Regions from separate parts of the Anser cygnoides genome. Here region 1 is linked to region 2. Evidence: chromatin contacts called from public Hi-C data. All regions are on one chromosome and are shown on one strand. Each heading gives the region's core, a stretch centred on a gene start, on an enhancer-like site or on the middle of the called end of the contact. The rest is flanking DNA. Distances are from core to core; before and after follow the strand shown.

Region 1 (3,139 bases), core at 469-2,968, 150 kb before region 2:
TTACCTTCAACCATTTCAAACAATAGAATCTTGGGCAGGGAAGAAACCAAAGGCAAAAACTGTACCTTCCTTAAGTAAATATTGCAGCCACGCAGCTCTGCATGCAGATCAGGGTCTGCACACAACCAGGCCGTGGCTGGCTGGGGTCTCCTACGGGTGACAGGATGTCCTGCCGGGGCATCTTCCTGGATGGGACTTCCTTGGCATGATGCCTTGGTGGCTTTGGAGCCCACCACGGCTACGACACATGGCATTGCCACCACCAGCAGGACCTGAGTGCCCAGGCTCTGCTGCCAAAAGCACGAGAGATGGCTGTGGCCTGGCGAACTGGGAGAGCGAAGCCTGGCTGCTGCTTCCTGAAGGCCTCTGCCACTGGAGGGGGACAGAGCACCTCTCTGCGCAGGTAGGTCCCCCCGCACCCTTCCCAGAGGAGACCCTCCCATGCCGCAGGGCTTCCACCCAGTTCAGCCCGGTGGATGGGCCACTGCTTGCACTGCCGCACCCTGGAGTGGGTCATCGCGGGATTGCGCTGCTAGCAGAGGAGGGGAGCCATTTGGCAAGAAGGGAGCATTTCACACAATAGCAATGAGTCCACTGGCAGCTCAACACCGCCAAGCCTGCCACCACGGGTGTCGCAGCACGTCCGGGGAGAGGAGATGCACAGGAGCCCAGTGGGGGTCAGGAGCTCTCTGGAGATGGGCCTGGGTGTTTAGGTGCTGCCTCTAAACCCCTTCATGTTTCAGATGTGCTCCTGATGTTCTCTTATATCCAGCTGCTTTGGATGGGCCATTCCCATCTCCATCTTTTCCATCAGCCTAGGGCTTGAACTGCTCAAGCTGGTGCAGTGCCCTGGCCCATGCCTGATGGTTTCTGCAGACCACAGGGACACAAATACAGCGGGGATGGAGGCAGAGGGGCTGCACCAGCCGGGCTCAATGCCATGCCAGGCTGCCCGGCACCACCTGCACAAGGTACCATATGGGGACACCAACAGTGGGATGGGCACATGGCTCTGAAATGGCACATTTTTGATGACTTACTGTGGCAGGATGGTGCTGGCTCCCACAACGCCAGGGGATGTGTGGCGGGGAGCTCACTGAGGAGAGATGGTTCCTGCTCTGGGTGGCCAGGTGAGCAGCTCATGCCTTGTACTCTCATGGAGCCCTGGTGCCAATGTTCTGTCATAATGATGGCTGGTGATGATGGCAACACGGACCTGGGTGGCAGCTCTGCCCCCGCATTTTGGGAGGGTGTCGTGAGCTGGAAGAGGTGGCTTCCACAGCAGGGTACCCCAAGGAGCAGGCACCTTTCTCCTGGCCAGCTTGCTCCGGCCGACGAGACCTGATCGATGAATGAAGCCGGGGCCTGGCACGCTGTCAGGAGCAGGCTGCATTGTGCAACAGTGCGTGATGCAACTGAACTTTACATAACCTGATGCAACACCTATGGCTGGAGTTTAAAGCAGCAGGTCCTGGATGGCTGCAGTATGGTGTACATACCTCCTCCTGCATGCACACATGTGAGGTCAGCTGGTGGGAGCGGACAGCAGCACTGCTCCAGGCAGCTCAGGCTTTGCTCTTGGGTTTGAAATCACTGCAAACAAACAAACAACTGTGGCTCGTGAGAGGTGAGTAGACCACGAGCAGAGGCAAGAGCCGGGCACATTGCAAACAGCAGCTGTGGAAATGTCCTCCCTGCAGCTCAGCCCATGTTCTTCATTCCCACCTGCAGCTAATCCTGTCCGAAGTCTCTTTCCTCACTCATGTCCCGCAGCTCCCGAAGCCTGCTGGAGCTGGGGTACCTCAGTCTCCATTTGCAGCCCCTCACCCCCAGATGCTCCTTGCACAGCATCTTCCACCAGGCTAAATCATGATTTTGAGCTCAGTGCTGTGTTAGGCAGCCTTGAGGCTCTGCAGATCTGATGCTTAACCTGGTGCCTTGGGGAAGGCGGCAGTACCCCTTTCCTGGGGCAAGACACCAATGCTCTTTAATATAGCATGAGGCAAGGCATCACCCTAAATCTGCCCATGGCCTGACATCTGCTGCTGTCTGTCCTGAACCTCAGGCCAAAGTAATTCCTCATCTTTTCTCTGACATTTATCATATTTAAGCTAAAAGAAAACAGAGGGCGGTTGCTGGCCTGCTGTTTTCTGTACAAGCAGTGAGAGTTTGCAGCTGTTGGGAGGTCTGGCGTGTGTGTGGTGCCCGAGCAAGGCAGGGGGAGCAGGGGCACGCCGGGGAGGGATGATGAGCCCCAGAAACAAGCCGGTCATGACAGCCATGGTGGGGTGGTCCTGCCATGCCCCTCACTGCCGTAGCATCACGCCAGTCCAGGCTGCAACACTGCCACCAGGAGCAACGTACTTGGGTTTTAGGAAGCCCTTCTGGGACGAGGCAAGAGAAAGCATCGGAGCCCAGAGGGAGCCAGATTGTCTTTCTGTGTGAGGATCAGCCTGGCACGACCCCAAGTATCACCTGCCTTTCCCTTCCCCCTGCAGAGGAAGCTAATCCTGGGCACTGGTGTCGCTGCCAAGTTTGCATGGAAAATGCCACCAGCAGGAGCCAAGCAGCAACCACTGAAACCGAACTGGGAGGGGACGGCGATACAAGCTGGTATCCCCTTCCTGACGTGACTCCTACCTGTGAGTCACCGTGGCCTCAGTACCTTTCCAGCCATGCTGCTGCGCCCGCAGCTGGTGCTCGAGTGCCTGACTCTGGTGAGGTGAAGCCTTTCAGCTTTCTGAGCCAGGCCCTCATGATGTAACACTGCAGGTGAATTTCCACAGCTCTGCCAGAACACAGAGTGGGGCTGGGAGATGGTAAAAATGCCTTTCCCCAGCCTGGTGCCTGGACTGTCCTTCCATCTCCCTTCCCAAAAGGTACCTTTTTATGCGTTCCCCATCCCACCCTCCAAAAGCGGTGCTCTGGGGCTGGAGAGACTGTGCTGGTGGTAAAGGGGGTTATGGCATGGCCCTTCAGGGCTGCAGCAACACCTCCAACCACTTACACACAACAGCCTGTGTGCCCGAGCTCCAGCCAGAGAGGATTTACAACACAAAACCATCAGCTGATGCAGAGATCAACCGGTGCTGCAATCGGGTCACAGATACTCTAAATCAAACCAGATCTTTACATCCTG
Region 2 (3,362 bases), core at 105-2,604:
GTCTGTTGTGGATGCCTGTCTGGCTCCTGCATAAACAGGTGTATTTATTTAGATATGTTAATATCCTTTGCTGCAGGGAAAGCAACCAAATCTGAATGCTCAGCCATTACCTGCTGCAGGGAAAGGGTGCATGCAAGAGGAATGCGAAGGGAGTTCTTGCTGCCAAGGAAAGATGAAAGGATTTTACAAATAGAGGTTGAAAAAAACAAGTAATACTGGAGACTTTATCCCCACATAAAGGAGACAGAGCCTGAAGTGACAGAGAGTCCCCATTGCTTTCTTAAAAACACAAGGGCAAAACGAGTGGCTGAGCAGGAAGTAAGGCAGAAAACAAGATCCTGTAAAAACTGCCAGCAGTTAGGGAGGGAAGAAAAAAATCTCGAAGTACGCAAATCAACTTTGATTTGATGCTAACCCCAATGTCACACTATAGAGGGATAGGCTTGCAATAAATAAATAAAAAAAGGGCACCCAAAAAAATGAGCCTGCTCCGGTGCTCCCACCTCTCTGGGTCCATGCCAGACTGTGAAGTTCACTTTCAAAGGCAAAGCTGACGCGGAGACATTTGACAGGACTCATGCTTCTAAATCACATGGGTGCTTTTGTAAACATTACTTCTGGGTGTACTTAATATCTCCACTATTAATCGGGTTGCGGGGAGTTAAAAGCCCATTAATGGCATTAACGAATGCTACTTAACTGTGCTGAATTGCAAGAGCAAGTTTAGGCAGAGAACAAATACAATGTGACTTTGGAGGAGCAGAGAGCCAGGCAAAAAAATAACATTTTCATCTAGGGGATAAAAACCAAACAAACAGAAAGCAAACACCTGTTAATCAACCCAAAACACACAGCCTATGAGAAGGCAGGAAACCTTTGGCAGGTGATAGTGAGAGAACTTGTGAGTGTGTTGGTGAAAGCCAGATGTGGGGCTCAAGAAATGGAAGGCAGGAGGTGGGCCGATACGTGGAACAGATGTGATAAGATCTTGGCATGCAGTATGGCTACAAGGACGGTCAGTGGAGTTTGGTCTCGCTGGCACAAAGCGCGCGCAAAACACAACCAGGAAGTTACAATCTTGATCCGAAATCTGTAGCATACCAGGCCAGGGAGGCAGTGATAACCTGGATGGTGTTCCAGCAAAGTGACAGCAGGGACTGAGGGCCTGGAGGGATCAGCCATGTCCAGGTTTTTGAAGACTGCAATGGGACAATGCCCCAAACCTGCTTGGTTTGGCTCTGTATTGGCTGACTGTGTTTATGGGTGCATGTTAATACCTGCTTGCACTTACTGGTTTCTGAGCAGCCAGGACAAAGAATCTTTAACATGGTGCTTGCCTGTTTGTAAAGGTTTAAGGGGGGGAGGAGGAATGGGGTTAAGGGAAAATTTAACCTGAATATCGTGGGGAAAAGGTTAAACAAATAAGTGCACAAGAATATGAACATTTCCTCCAGATCTTTGCCTGAAGCTTTCAGAGGAGGTAACGTGGCATGTATCTCATAAAGTTCAATTCTGTATTGTCACAGAGGACAGGTGGATAACCAAGTTCTGCCTTTCTAAATATGTTAACTGCAGAGTATTTCAGATAGATAGACACTCGTTTCTGTATTCTCAGTGTCCTTATTACCTCTTAAAAATGACATTAAAAAAACACTGTGGCTGGAAACATGAAATGCTCAGAAATGGGAAGTGCTAAAATCATGATTGTTCATGCAAAATCATGATTCTTCATGCAATTCAGCCTTCTATATGAATCTGCATTGTGTTACAGTCACAGAATGGTCACTGTATGGGGTAGATCATCACTGAACTCACTGGGTAACTATTCAGAATTTTTTCTTACCCTCATCACTTGACCTCAGACCTTGTTTACTAAACACCACTTAAGCTTTGCATAGAGTGCAAACGGATTACATTTCCTCATGGGTTTTTCTGTGACACTTTCACTCCAAATCTGAGCAGTTCACAAACATGAAGACATTTCCCCTTACTGCAGACCTTGCGAAAAGAGGAAGGAGCTAGCACCACTTCCATCTTACTAAAGTGGAATGAAGACAGAGAGTTTAGAGATGGGACCACTAACTCTGTCTGGCTGTTTGATTTACAGCTACATGAGTTTGCTTTTTTTTTTTTTTTTTTTCAGTGTTGTATATGTTTAGACATTGGCATGTTATTTAAATCTGCAGAGAATTTACCCTCCAAGCAACTATTGTGAAAGACAAAACTGCAGATATATAACAAAACCAATTGTGTTCTGTGAATATGAGAGCTGAGCACTTACTGAGAGAAAAGGACAAGGAAAAAAAAGAAAATTATTGAGGGGATCAGAGGGAGAGTGGGGAGGGAGAATGGTGTGTGGACGAGAAAGTCTAATATTGTAAAAGGCTCATGAACAAATGAAATGAGCACTGGAGAACATCTTTGGGCAGGACATGGCGCTAGGAGGATAGAAGAAAGATGATCTAAGCAGGACCTAGGATACCCTTGTTAGAAAGTTTTGATACTAAAGCCACCTGAAATGGAGAGGGAATCACAGGCAAATGTGTGATGGCCTGATACGAACTATCTTGGGAGGCAAAACACATCCCTGACTGAAGAGAGGGGGAGTGTGGGGGAGAGAATTTCTGCCAGGATTTTTGCCAGGAGTGGCCAGGATTTCTTGAACCTCTAGTGCCAGGGACTCCCATAATTTGGTGTTGAAGGCACAGCTCCCAGCAACCTCGCTTGCAATGGAGATCGCTCAGCACTTTTGCCAGTCTGGCCCCAGGTGTCCATAGCTTGGCAAACAGAGCGGGAGGTAGCAGCCAACTGTGAAAATGCTTATTTAAGTGACTTGCCAGTAACACACAGGGACTCAGTGAAAGGAGCAGGCCTAGCTGAATTAATGACCAGATCATGTCCGCCTCCAATCCCTTTCCTAACTTCCTACACACCCCTCAGCTTGGCAGTAAAGGATGCAGGGGTCCTCTGGGAAAAATCCAACAAAACTGTACGTGATCACGCCATTAAGGACTGTACTATAAAGCAGAGGCACAAAGGGGAGAAATTAATGTTGTATGGCAAATCTCCGGACCTGTATTTCCTCACTGCACTGTGCAGTCGTAGTGCAGTTTTAGCATAGTTTTCCATGTGTAAGCCTTGGCTTACTGGGGGAATCACTACAAAGTTTCAGTGCTTTCTTTCTTACCCGTCAGAGAGTGCACAGTGTGGAGACGTGCTGACCTTGGCATTGGTCACCACGGGAAGGGGACCTGGAGATCCACTGCCCTCTGCCACCAGAGATGACGGGAGAGCAGTAGAGACAGGAGCACACTGGGCTTGTTCTCAGAGCCTGGGCAGCCAACGGGCATTGAGACTCCCCA

The links. Hi-C and Micro-C count contacts between places; a contact is called where the count stands out from the background.
Region 1: a contact with region 2 is called in a Hi-C map of liver, with 2.5 times the contacts expected there. The contact joins two enhancer-like sites. A contact is called at or near these places in 2 of 7 Hi-C or Micro-C datasets (both in liver).

Annotation. Positions count from the first base shown.
Region 1 is chr3:34,325,395-34,328,533 of Taihu_goose_T2T_genome, reverse strand. No RefSeq gene overlaps it. Among named protein-coding and RNA genes, the nearest start is that of MRPS18A, 46 kb to the left of the region's middle. Within about 2 kb of position 1,718, at least 2 of the 3 cell types and tissues checked have open chromatin away from gene starts, as enhancers often do. A contact at or near this core is called in liver, where this site is marked.
Region 2 is chr3:34,171,388-34,174,749 of Taihu_goose_T2T_genome, reverse strand. The region is part of intron 2 of LOC106029742 (a long non-coding RNA gene); the gene reads left to right. Among named protein-coding and RNA genes, the nearest start is that of VEGFA, 89 kb to the left of the region's middle. Within about 2 kb of position 1,354, at least 1 of the 3 cell types and tissues checked has open chromatin away from gene starts, as enhancers often do. A contact at or near this core is called in liver, where this site is marked.